2 separate regions of the Triticum aestivum genome follow, and region 2 is linked to region 1. The links are chromatin contacts, called in public Hi-C maps. All regions are on one chromosome and are shown on one strand. Each heading gives the region's core, a stretch centred on a gene start, on an enhancer-like site or on the middle of the called end of the contact. The rest is flanking DNA. Distances are from core to core; before and after follow the strand shown.

Region 1 (5,403 bases), core at 930-3,429:
GAGGAATCATGTAAAGGATGATATTAGGCATATGGGATACGCCATTAACGAAGGCAATCACTCCAAAGTCCAAAGTGCACAGGTAGGCAGGAAGATTTGAGAAGATGTCCATAAACATGGAATGATTTACTCAAAAAAAAAAAGCTTAGCCTTGGACTACACTAGCAGGTAAATTACAACTGAAACCTACAATGATGAACTAAAACATTAAATTCATGACATTTATCATCCATAATAGAAGCCAGGTTTTGGGTTAATAGTGGTCGCAAAGGTCAAGGAAACTGAACATCTTGAACTACAAAGGTCAAGGAAACTGAACGTCTTGAACTACAAAGGTCAAGGAAACTGAACACGGTCAAGATTGGCTGTATTTATCACAGCAAGTGGTCCAGTGACTGGTGGACTAGATTGGAACAAGTTTAAGTCAAACCTAATAGCAAATGAAGTTTTTGTTTTTGAACAGAGGTCAAGAAAATTGAACATTTAGACTGGCTGTATTTATCACAGAAAGTGATCTAGTGACTGCTGTACTAAACTAGCACAAATTTAAGTCAAATCTATTATTCGGATAGATTTTGTGTTGCAGCAGTTTAAACAGACAAGCACATGACACAATACTAGCCAAAGCTTACACTAAAATGAGCTACACTGGATATGGAAACACACAAATGATGAAATGGTCGAGCTTACAAAAGCATTAGTCCTCATCGTCTTCATCTGAGCTCCCGACGTCGCTATTGTACTCATCGCTGCTAGAACTGATAATGTCAAGGTTCACAGCTGCGACCTGTATTGGCTCTTGGGCCCTTGGCACCATTGGCTGCACCCCAACAGGAATCGGTACACTGGGTCGTTGTTCCTCAGGCTTGACAGCAGGAATGATGCCACCCAGCTCGATCGGGTCCCCAGGCTTCCATCCAGGTGGCGGCATTGGAATAACAGGAAGCAGAGCAGGCAAACCTTTCTGCCAACCTGGTGGCACTGTGATTGGTAGCATAGATGGCCGTGGAGGCTCTTCCTCCGGTAGCTCGAATAGCGGCATGGACTCCATCTCTGCTGTGACCCCCTCCTTCGTTTCCAGGGGTTTCTTGGGCACCCCAACATCCAAATCAGCAAACTGATACAGCTGTGACATCCGCAGCTCGTTATCCTGTGGCGCAGGCGGCAATGCACCCCTCAGAGGCAGCCCAGCACCATGCTCCGGCGGTGCAAAGGTCGTGTAGCTTATGCGATGTGCATAGGTCAAGATGTCATCCAGCTTGAGCTTGGAGTGCAGGGATGCGCCGAAGTCGCCCTGCGACACCGGCTCGGGCTCGTCAACAGCGGCGGCGCCGCGCGGGCGCTTGGGATCACGGCGGTAGTCGGCGTAGTCATCGACGAGGCGGTCGAGCACGTGGTGGGCCTCGCGCAGCTTCTTCGCGAAGGCGAGCAGCGAAGCATCCTTGGCGCGCGCCTCGCGAGCGAGCTTGGCGCGCGCGTCCTGCAGGTCGAGGGTCTCCTGCAGCTCGGCGACGGTCTCGAAGAGCTGCGTCTGGAGGGAGGTGAGCATCGACATGGCCTCCTTGGTGGTGGAGACCGGGGCCGGCAGCGGCGTAGGCGCCGCGGAAGCCGACGACGACGGTAGGAAGTTGGGGAGCGAGCCCCGGTACGACGAGATCCAGGCGGCGCGGTTGGGCGAGAGCTCGAAGAGGTTGGAGGCGAGGGAGGAGATGAGGTGGAGCAGCGACTGCGCGCGCGGGAGCGGCGGCAGGAGCGGGAGCAGCGCCGGCGAGGTGGTTAGGGTTGGGACCGCGATTCCGGCCGCGGACGGGGCCGCGCTCGCGGACGGCGGGTTGGCCTGCGGCGGCGAGGAGGTGGGGTTCGCGGGAGACTGGTTGGGCGGGAGCGACGGCGACGAGGCGGTCACCCCCAGCCTCGCCGGCGACGGCATGTGCGACTGCATCATCGCGGCGGCGGGGGCGACGGACTGGGGAATCCAACGCGAGGAGCAGAGGCTCGTCGACTAGCCGGGCTATTAGGCACGCGAGGTCCTCTTAGTGGGATCCTGGGCCTGACGTGAATATGGGCTTGATGACTTCTTTTGGGAGAGATCTGGGCTTGATGACAAGTCAGGCTTGTCAGCCCAACAAGCCCATATATCCGCAATAAAAGCTCGCCTTGAAACCCTCGGCTTCCTCACCACCGATCATTTTGGCGGGAGAGCAGCAGTTCGCCGCCTCCACTTTCCCGCGCAGAGCAAATCAGCAATGGACGGCGGCGCCTCCTTCCAGGCCGTCGCGGCCGCCGCCGCCATGGAGATGGAGGAGTACCTCAACTGGAAGAAGAACGCGCCGGTGCTCTACGACCTCGTCATGTCCCACCCGCTCGAGTGGCCCTCGCTCACCGTCCAGTGGCTCCCCTCGGGGTCCCCGGCCTCCGCCCGCTCCCACCGCCTCGTCCTCGGCACCCACGCCTCCGACGACTCCCCCAACCACCTCATGCTCGTCGACGCCGTGCTCCCGCTCCCGCCGCGCCTGGCCGCGGCGGCCGCCGCTGAGGGCCGCGCCGTCCCGGCCCCGTCCGTGTCCATCGGCCGCTCGGCGCCGCATCAGGGCGAGGTCAACCGCGCCCGGTGCATGCCGCAGCGGCCGTACACCGTGGCCACCAAGACCTGCGTCGACGAGGTGCACGTGTACCACCTCGGGGAGGACGGCGACAAGGGCGGCGCGGATGTCGTGCTCAGGGGTCATGGCGCGGAGGGGTATGGGCTGGCGTGGAGCGCGATGAAGGAGGGGTTCCTCCTGAGCGGCTCGTATGATAAGAAGATTTGCCTGTGGGATCTCAAGGCCGGGAATGGAGCCCCGGTTCTGGACGCGCAACAGGTGTTTGAGGTAATGTCCCAACGTATGCTCCTGTGCTGTTCCTGTTCCCCGCATTTATCTTGTTTTTCATATGTGATTTTAGGAATCTTTCAGTGGCGGAGCTTCATGGGGGCCAACCTGGGCGGTGGCCCCCCCAGCCCAAGAAAAAAACACCTACTACTCATTAGTTTTTCTGACATATGTTCAGTAAAAATAGCCTAAATCTCATAGTTTTGCCCCTCCTTGGCCCATTGCCCCTCCAAAGATTTGGCCCAAGCTCCGCCACTGGAATCTTTGAATAGTATAGTATATACTGTGATCCTAGTGTAGTAGCAGCTAGGACTGGAAGCAGAAGTGATTAACACTTCTGCCTTCATAAGAAGTGTGGATACCCGAAGCACTGGACTCAGTCATAACAACACCAAGAAACCTACCACGAATTATGATGTCCTTCGTTTTCCATTACCCAGAGCACATTCAGTTGAAGTCGCTGAATGTGAAAAGATAATATAATGAAATCCAACCGAAAGTCCTGTAAGGATGATCACATTCAGTGCCTACAAACCTGATATATTGGAACTTCCCCTGATGCACACAATTCTTCCATATCTGGTGGCTAACCAGGCTAGATACATCAATCTTGCACATGAACGTTCTGTATGTCATTTTTCTTCACTTTTCAGGCATATTGGCAACAAGATTTGTCTGATTTGATGTTCTAAATAGCAATTTGTGTTGGGCAAGAGATGCGCTCCTTCTGTTATTATTCATCAATTCATGATTCATTTGGACTCAAAGAAGTGCTGTCTTCTGACATCAGGTTAACCAACCATTGCGATAACATGAGAACACATAATAACAATAAAAGCTTCATGGTTCCTCTTAAGCAATTAGAACAAAATATCGTCACCTTGGTTGCCACCACAATTCATCACTTCTGTATGGTGCTCTATTTTGAAGACTGGACTTGAAATAAACTTGTTCGCTGTTTGCCGTGGTTTCATACGAGGAAAATTAATGTGTCAGCTGGATGGTGAAAAACATAGTTTTCTATGATTTGGAAAGACTTGCTGAGTTGAGTACCTGCTTTCAGAAATAATAATGCAGAGGGTGGAGACCTTTTTCCTTTTTAGCAAGTAGCTGATGAGCATTGCGTCATTTGCGCTAATATTGCTACAGTCGTACTTCTTTTATGCTTTCAAATGAAATGAGCTTCTTGGCCCCAGATCACCCTCCAACCACAAGCCTTATAGTTCAGGACCTAGCTTACTCAAAAACTACTACAGCAGCTAACACTAAGTTTTTTTTTGCGGGGGAGCAGCTATCACTAAAATGACAGTTTCATAAACCATTATTACAAATTACTCAAAGTTAATACTTCTGCCTTCATAAGACCTGTGGATACCCGAAGCACTCATAACTCGTAAGTCATAACAATGCCAAGAAATCAACCACGAATTATGCCGTCCTTCGTTTTCCATACCCAGACCAGTATATGTGAAAGGATAATATGATGAAATGCAACAGAATCTCCCTGAATGGATGAGCAAATTTAGTCGAAGTCACCACTTCATTCACCGTTTTGTCTACTGTCTGCAAACCTAATATATTGAAACATCCCCTGATATACTCGATTATTCCATATATGGAGGCTAACCAGGCTAGGCACATTAATCTTGCACCAGAAACGTTTATTATGTCATTTTTCTTCACTTTTCAGGCATATTGAAAATAATGTTTCTCTGATTTTATTTATAAAATAGCAATTTGTGTCAGGCAAGATATGTGCACTTCCTGTTATTACTCATCAAGTCACACTTCATTTGTAATCAAAGAAGTGGTCTCTCCTGACATCAGATTAACCAACCGTCGCGATAACATGAGAATGCATGATCTCAACAAAAGTCTCACAGTTCTTATTAAGCAATTAAAATAGAATACCATCAGCTTGGTTCAGGGGCGGATCTACAGGGTGGACAGGGCGAGCCCACCCTGGGATTTTGGGTCAGTCTGTCTAAAAAGCCCACCAAGCAATTGGCAGCCTACTCGTCCTGATCCGCATGCACGCACAGCCGCACCGCGTCCCGAATCCCAACTCTGATTCCCTCTATGGTCTGCGCTCCGGGTCTCTACTCGACGCCTGCCTCCTGGCCGTCTCCGAACGCCGCGGCTTTAGTGGATGTGTGCTTTATCCCCAGGAGGCTAGGAGCCGCCCGCTGCCCAGTGTCCAGCAGTGTGCAGCAACTAGCAGTCCACCATCCAGCAGCCTGACGCAGCTTGGTTGTCCTCAGACCTCAATACCGTCCCATTCAAAAATTTCTTATTGATTGCATCTTAGTTCTTTATTGATTATTCATTATAATTAGGGTTTGCTGTGTGCGTTTTGACATTGTCTAATTATGATTATTGATTCATTTGGCCTTTCTGTCTCCATTGTGACATTGTCCAATTAGGATGCAAAATTCAGACTTTATTGAGAATTTTAATATATTTGTATGCCCAAATTGATCTATTTCTATATTGCTATTGGTAAATCAATTAGTCCATTGGCATGCCGTATTTG
Region 2 (5,430 bases), core at 2,336-4,835, 220 kb after region 1:
AAGCTCAACGAGTGAGGCTACTGTGTGGAGGAACTGGAAATCTGGTACCAACCTAATTTGAAGGTGGTGGGCCTCGGTGGAGTAACCATGCTGCCCAATCATTGCGTCTTCGGACATTATTTCCCTGTGGGCACACCAGTGGTAAATCATGCAGGCATATGACATGTCAGATGTGCCAGATCATGATCATTACAACAATCACTAGAATGGAAAGATAAAATGTAAAGCCAGTGTCGACGTACCTGCACTTCCAACAACTCAGAGCCTCGGATAGAATCTAGTATATAGTTGGTATCTATTCCCAACATTGTGAACCTGGTCAACTGCGAGAAAACAAACCCAGATCATTACATATATTGATATACACAATCAAAACCGCCGGTGTGACGAGTAAAATGAGGTCACCAATATACGACTTCAATGCTAGTTGGTGATACATCAAGGTAATCCGCCATTGTGAAGTATTCATTTCGCAAAAGGGGTTAAATTTGCATTTGCTAGATGCTAAATGAAATATGGTAACCTGGGAGGCTTAAGTGTTCATTTCTTAGAATAATAGAGGACTAAAAACTAGGGACACAGAAATTACTAGTAGATTCTTAGATGCAATATGGCAACCTTGGTGGACCTAAGTGCTGAATGTACTCTAAGCAATCCTATAATCTCCTAACATAAATGCATTTTACAAAGGAAAAACAGAGTTTTTAAAAACAAATGAAAACAAAAATAAAGAGTTGTCAAACACTAAGAGAACAATGCAAAGATGCTCCAGGGGTACAGCCATGTACTATTAGGGACTGCCTGTCAACAGCTAAAACCTTCCTCCAAAGCACCAGCTTCAGTTCCGTACTCCCACCACTTTCTTGGTTTATAATCTTGAGGATAAATTTGGGCATAGTTATATTTAGGTGAACTCTCAACCCTAGAAGTCATCATTGAAGTATTAATGGATGGCTATATTTTGAATAACAATACCGATTTGGTCATTTCACCGATTTGGTCATTTCACCTACAAAGAAAGTGCTACTCAAATGCAAATGTCACTCGTAATAATATTTTGCAAAACAGCCCTAAATTTTAACTTGGAAAGAAGGTAACCAGCAAGAAGGTTAAAACTGAGACAAAGTTGGTATGCAAAAAATACTAATCAAACTCACGTTTGTAGAATCTGTAATTTTTCACAACTACTGTTGGCAATGTTAACATATTAGAACCAAATGATATTTCTTCGAGAAGAGAACAACTGAGCTCGAGTAATGTAGCAAATCTACCGTAGAAGCACTACCAAACAAGTTAGTATACTTTTAAATAAAATTTCCAAAATATGAAATGTTAGAACAAATTAAATTTCTGTGATGCACACGAGATTAAGAGTTGTAATTTAGTACTTACAAGTATCTTCTATTGTCTTGCCCAACAAAATGGCAGCGATCTCATTTTATAATTTTGTCACATTTATAGCAACCACAAAGAACATCTGTAGTGTCATGCCTTGAATTAGGCAAAATGTGAACCCCCCCCCCCCACCTCCACCACGCACAGAAAGAGCCGCAAGTAATACGTAGACAGGTAAATGCAGATACAATCTTGTCGTTTACGAAACAAACTCATAAACTCATGTCGTCCGTAGAATACAGTGTACTAAATACATTTCCAAGTTCTGGTCATGCAACATAAGTTATATATAATATGTGAAAGTACAATCAGCAGAGGTACCACACTAGCATTCAACCTGTCATCAAAGAGATTTAGAACAACACATAGGCTACATCTTGATTTGACATGAAAAAAGGGAATCAGATGAGAATTAAAAAACAGACCATAGGAAATGAAGCGATTAGATCAATAGGCACCCATCCTTGATTATCCATACGTTCCCTCAAGTATGTGTCGTGGCAAAGATTATTAGTGCTAACAAGAAAAGAAATAAAACAAACAATTAGCATAAAAGACACTAACTCCTCAAGAATTTTCAAATAGATTCAGTACCTAAAATAGTGCTCGATCTGCAGCTGAATGTCACGTTGGAGATTAATTTGATCTTGCTGAAACGCCAATGGCTGCATTGGCGGCCGGATAAGATGCATGTTTTGAAACTGCTGCTCAACTTGTGTGACATAGTAAGGATAGGAGCCTTGTAAATCGGCTGCAGATTGCCACACCAACCACATTACATCAAAAAGAAGAATTTGAATCAAAGGATGACACGGAATGAACTGACTTACCAGGATACGGAATGGGTTGAACATATGGCACAAAAGGTTGTGGCACCATGAAATGGGCAGCAGCAGGTGATGGCGGTGGTGGTCGTTGAAATGGTCCAGGCTGGTAGTAGCCCGGCTGCTGCTGCTGCACTGGCAATGCACGGGAATAGTTCCTTGGTGAGAAATTACTCCCTCTTTCATGGTCACGGCGATTCCGACCACCACGAGCACCAAAGCCATTACTATTACCACTACCATGTCGGGCATTATTGTTCCAGTGGCCGCTGCCACTACCGCCGTTATATCTGTTGCCCCCATCACCACTGCCGGTGGCATTGTTGTAGCTGCCACCACCACGACCGTTGCCATTCCAATTGTTACTGCCGAACACTCTCCTACTATTGTCAATACCACTGCCACCAATGGCGCCGCTATGAACACTAGAGTTCAAGTTGCTGCCACCATTAAGACCCCCATCATTCCAGTTACCGTCACCACCACTGCTGCTGTTCCCATCACTACTGTAATTACCAGTGCTCTGGCTATGAGTGCTCACATTGCCACCGCCGCCCTCTCCATTGTTACCACCGTTACTGCCACCATGCCGAACTAAAATTGGCTGGCCTGTGCTGCTGTTCTGTGGCGGCGAGGCCGTGGTGGTGGCAGTGGGAGGAGGAGAAGTAGAGGCAGAGCCTGGACTTGAGGCAGTGGAGATCAGAGTAGAAACTGACTGTGGCTGCGGCAGCGGCACCAGTGGCACAATCGGATCCTCCTGATTTCATCCACAGATTCATTCGTCAGACACCCAAAAAAATTCATCAGGTTTTGCTGAAAAAAAAATTCTAAATACGGGAGATGGCTTCCTAGATACATCAGCAGTAGACGTGTGTTGATCGCGAGATTCAGTTACCGGCGCGGAGGGGGCGGAGCCGTCGGAGAGGGACTTGAGGGAGTCGGAGGAGGAGGACTTGGGCCAGGCCCGCGCGGCCGTGTCGGCGAGCGCCGGCCACGACTCGTCGCCGCCCATGATGCCGCCGACGGGTGCCGGGGGCGGCGGCGGCACGTTCCACGCCGTCTTCCTCGCCGCCGCATTGCCGGGATCGGCCCCCTCCGCCTGCGCGGCCGGATCGCGCGGGTTCTCCCGCGACGGGGCCTGGGGCGGCGGCGGCGCGGCGATCACCGTCGGCGCCGGGGCGGCGCTGGCCGCCGGTTGCGTGGGCGCGGCGCCTCCAGCGGCCGGCGACATGGCGGGGCGAGGCGGGGCACGGGGGCTGGAGTTCCGGGGGAGAGGTTTTGGATTGCGATTTAATCGGGAACGGAGGAGACGAGGGGGAGGCTGCAGGCAGGGTGGAGGGGACAGGCAGAGGCTGGAGAGGGGAGGAGTAGGGGGGAGGGGGTGGAGATGGAATGGAGCCGGAGGGGAGGGGAGGAGCGGCGGCGGTGGAGGGGTAGGTGGGAAGTTCTAGGGCAACCCGCGGGGCATTTCCGGGAAAAGGCACGCCCTCCCCTCCCCAGGACAGAATGATTTTGTTGTGCGTATTTCCCAACTGTCGCCGCCGCGCTGCTCCTAAACAGACAATGGCCGCCTGTCAAAAAAAAAAAAAACAGACAATGGCCGTGCTAAGACTGACACATCACACATGTTACCAGCTTATTTTTACTTATAAATTTCAAAAAATATCTACTCCCTCTTTTAAATATAAGTCATTTTAGAGATTCCAATATAAACTACATGTGAAGCAAAACGAGTTAATATTTACAGTGCAGAATGCGTCTGTATACATCTGTATGCAGTATGTATTGAATTTTTTTAAAATATCTTTTATATTTAGAAACCGAGAAAGTGTTTTACTTGTAATAAACGAAAAAATGGAATTAGCACGTCACCTCATGTACACTGCTACTATTAGGAGGAGGAGTGCCGTACGTGCATAGGATATGTGTGCGATTTATCGGCAGCGACTCTTCACTGGTACAGTAGGAGGAGGAGTCACCTCATGTACACTGCTACTATTAGGAGGCACGCTTTGCATGACCACCCAGCGACTCTTCACTGGTACAGTAGTGTGTAGACTGGCTAACAGTTAGCTGGTCCCGGCTTCAGACCAGGAGATCGTCTCCACGCGCTGATCAATACGGTCGTGTAGTGTTGTTCGACTCTGTGTTTTGTAGTATACGTACTGTACGTGAGCAGTGAGCAGTGAGCAGCGGGGGCGCGGGGCGACGTGGAGCAGCTGCCGTTTCGTCCCACCGTGCGTGTTTGACCCTGAGTTTTGTATGCACGCCATTAACCAGCAGCACCCCAAGGCGCGCGCGCAGACTGTGGCCGCGCCCATGGCCTTCTTCTCGCCCATGCGTGATGCGTCACTGTTCTGACGGGAGAAGCTAGGACCACTTCGCCGCCCGGCACCGTAGAAAATGTAAAGAAAATTGACTGTAAACGCGTGGAGTAGTTTCCTGACGAACAAACAAAAGGGAAACTGTCACCGCTGTGGTGACTGGCTAGTGAGACGCGATAGATAGACTCCATTTTGGCACGACTACTTGCTGACACGACCCATGTTGTGGAGTCAAGGCATCGAGGCAATCGCTGCATTCACGCATGCATCCATCCATCCATCCAGTGCAGTTGCCAGCCAGCAGCAGGCTCCTTCCTTGTGGTTTCCCCCGTGCATGTCTCCTGCAGGCCGCCAGCCAGCCAGCCAGCCAGCAATTTCTAACTCAGCGTACAGCGCCTGAGAGCTAGACGCCACACTATACAGTGTAGCGCCTAGCTTCTAGGCGTTGCACTAGTGGTTGCTTTATTTTGTAGTGCAACCACTAGTGCAGCGTCTGAGAGCTAGACGCCACACTATACAGTGCAGCGCTTAATTCGTAGGCTCTGCACAATGACTTAGCAATTTTTAAGCAGTTTGGGGTGCAACGTTGGCCAGGCGTGTAGCACCTATCTGTGAGGTGTTGCATAATATAGTGTGACGCTTTCGTGTTGGGCGTCATACAAAAAGATCAGCCGTGTGAAATAGTTTCACAAGCAGTTTATTCTGTAATTTGATTTCGTCCACAGATCAAATTTATCAAATTTGCCGCGCACGTTTGCGCCGTAGATCGCTGGTTCGTGCGTGCGTGCATAGATCTACCTACCTTTTGGCTGCCGAAAGGAAGGAGCTCCTTCATTCGTAAAGCCGGAAGAAATCGGGTCAACAAAGGTAGTAGCAGCTATTTGGGC

Evidence for each region. A called contact is a pair of places that touch in the nucleus more often than the background predicts.
Region 2: a Hi-C map of leaf shows a contact between it and region 1, with 6 times the contacts expected there. The contact joins the promoter of LOC123104625 here to the promoter of LOC123104623 in region 1. A contact is called at or near these places in 3 of 5 Hi-C or Micro-C datasets (leaf and root) and 1 of 1 datasets of contacts at active chromatin or transcription factors (leaf).

What each region holds. Positions count from the first base shown.
Region 1 is chr5A:541,016,360-541,021,762 of IWGSC CS RefSeq v2.1, forward strand. LOC123104623 (histone-binding protein MSI1) reads left to right here and starts at 2,180. Exons shown (of 5, transcript XM_044526503.1): 1 at 2,180-2,870. The coding sequence starts at 2,247. It overlaps LOC123104622 (mediator of RNA polymerase II transcription subunit 4), which reads right to left and starts at 2,008. Exons shown (of 2, transcript XM_044526502.1): 1 at 691-2,008. The coding sequence starts at 1,945. The coding sequence ends at 698.
Region 2 is chr5A:541,233,077-541,238,506 of IWGSC CS RefSeq v2.1, forward strand. It overlaps LOC123104625 (la-related protein 1B), which reads right to left and starts at 3,586. Exons shown (of 7, transcript XM_044526504.1): 1 at 3,115-3,586; 2 at 2,226-2,976; 3 at 1,990-2,146; 4 at 1,821-1,911; 5 at 243-323; 6 at 53-124. The coding sequence starts at 3,450. The coding sequence ends at 53.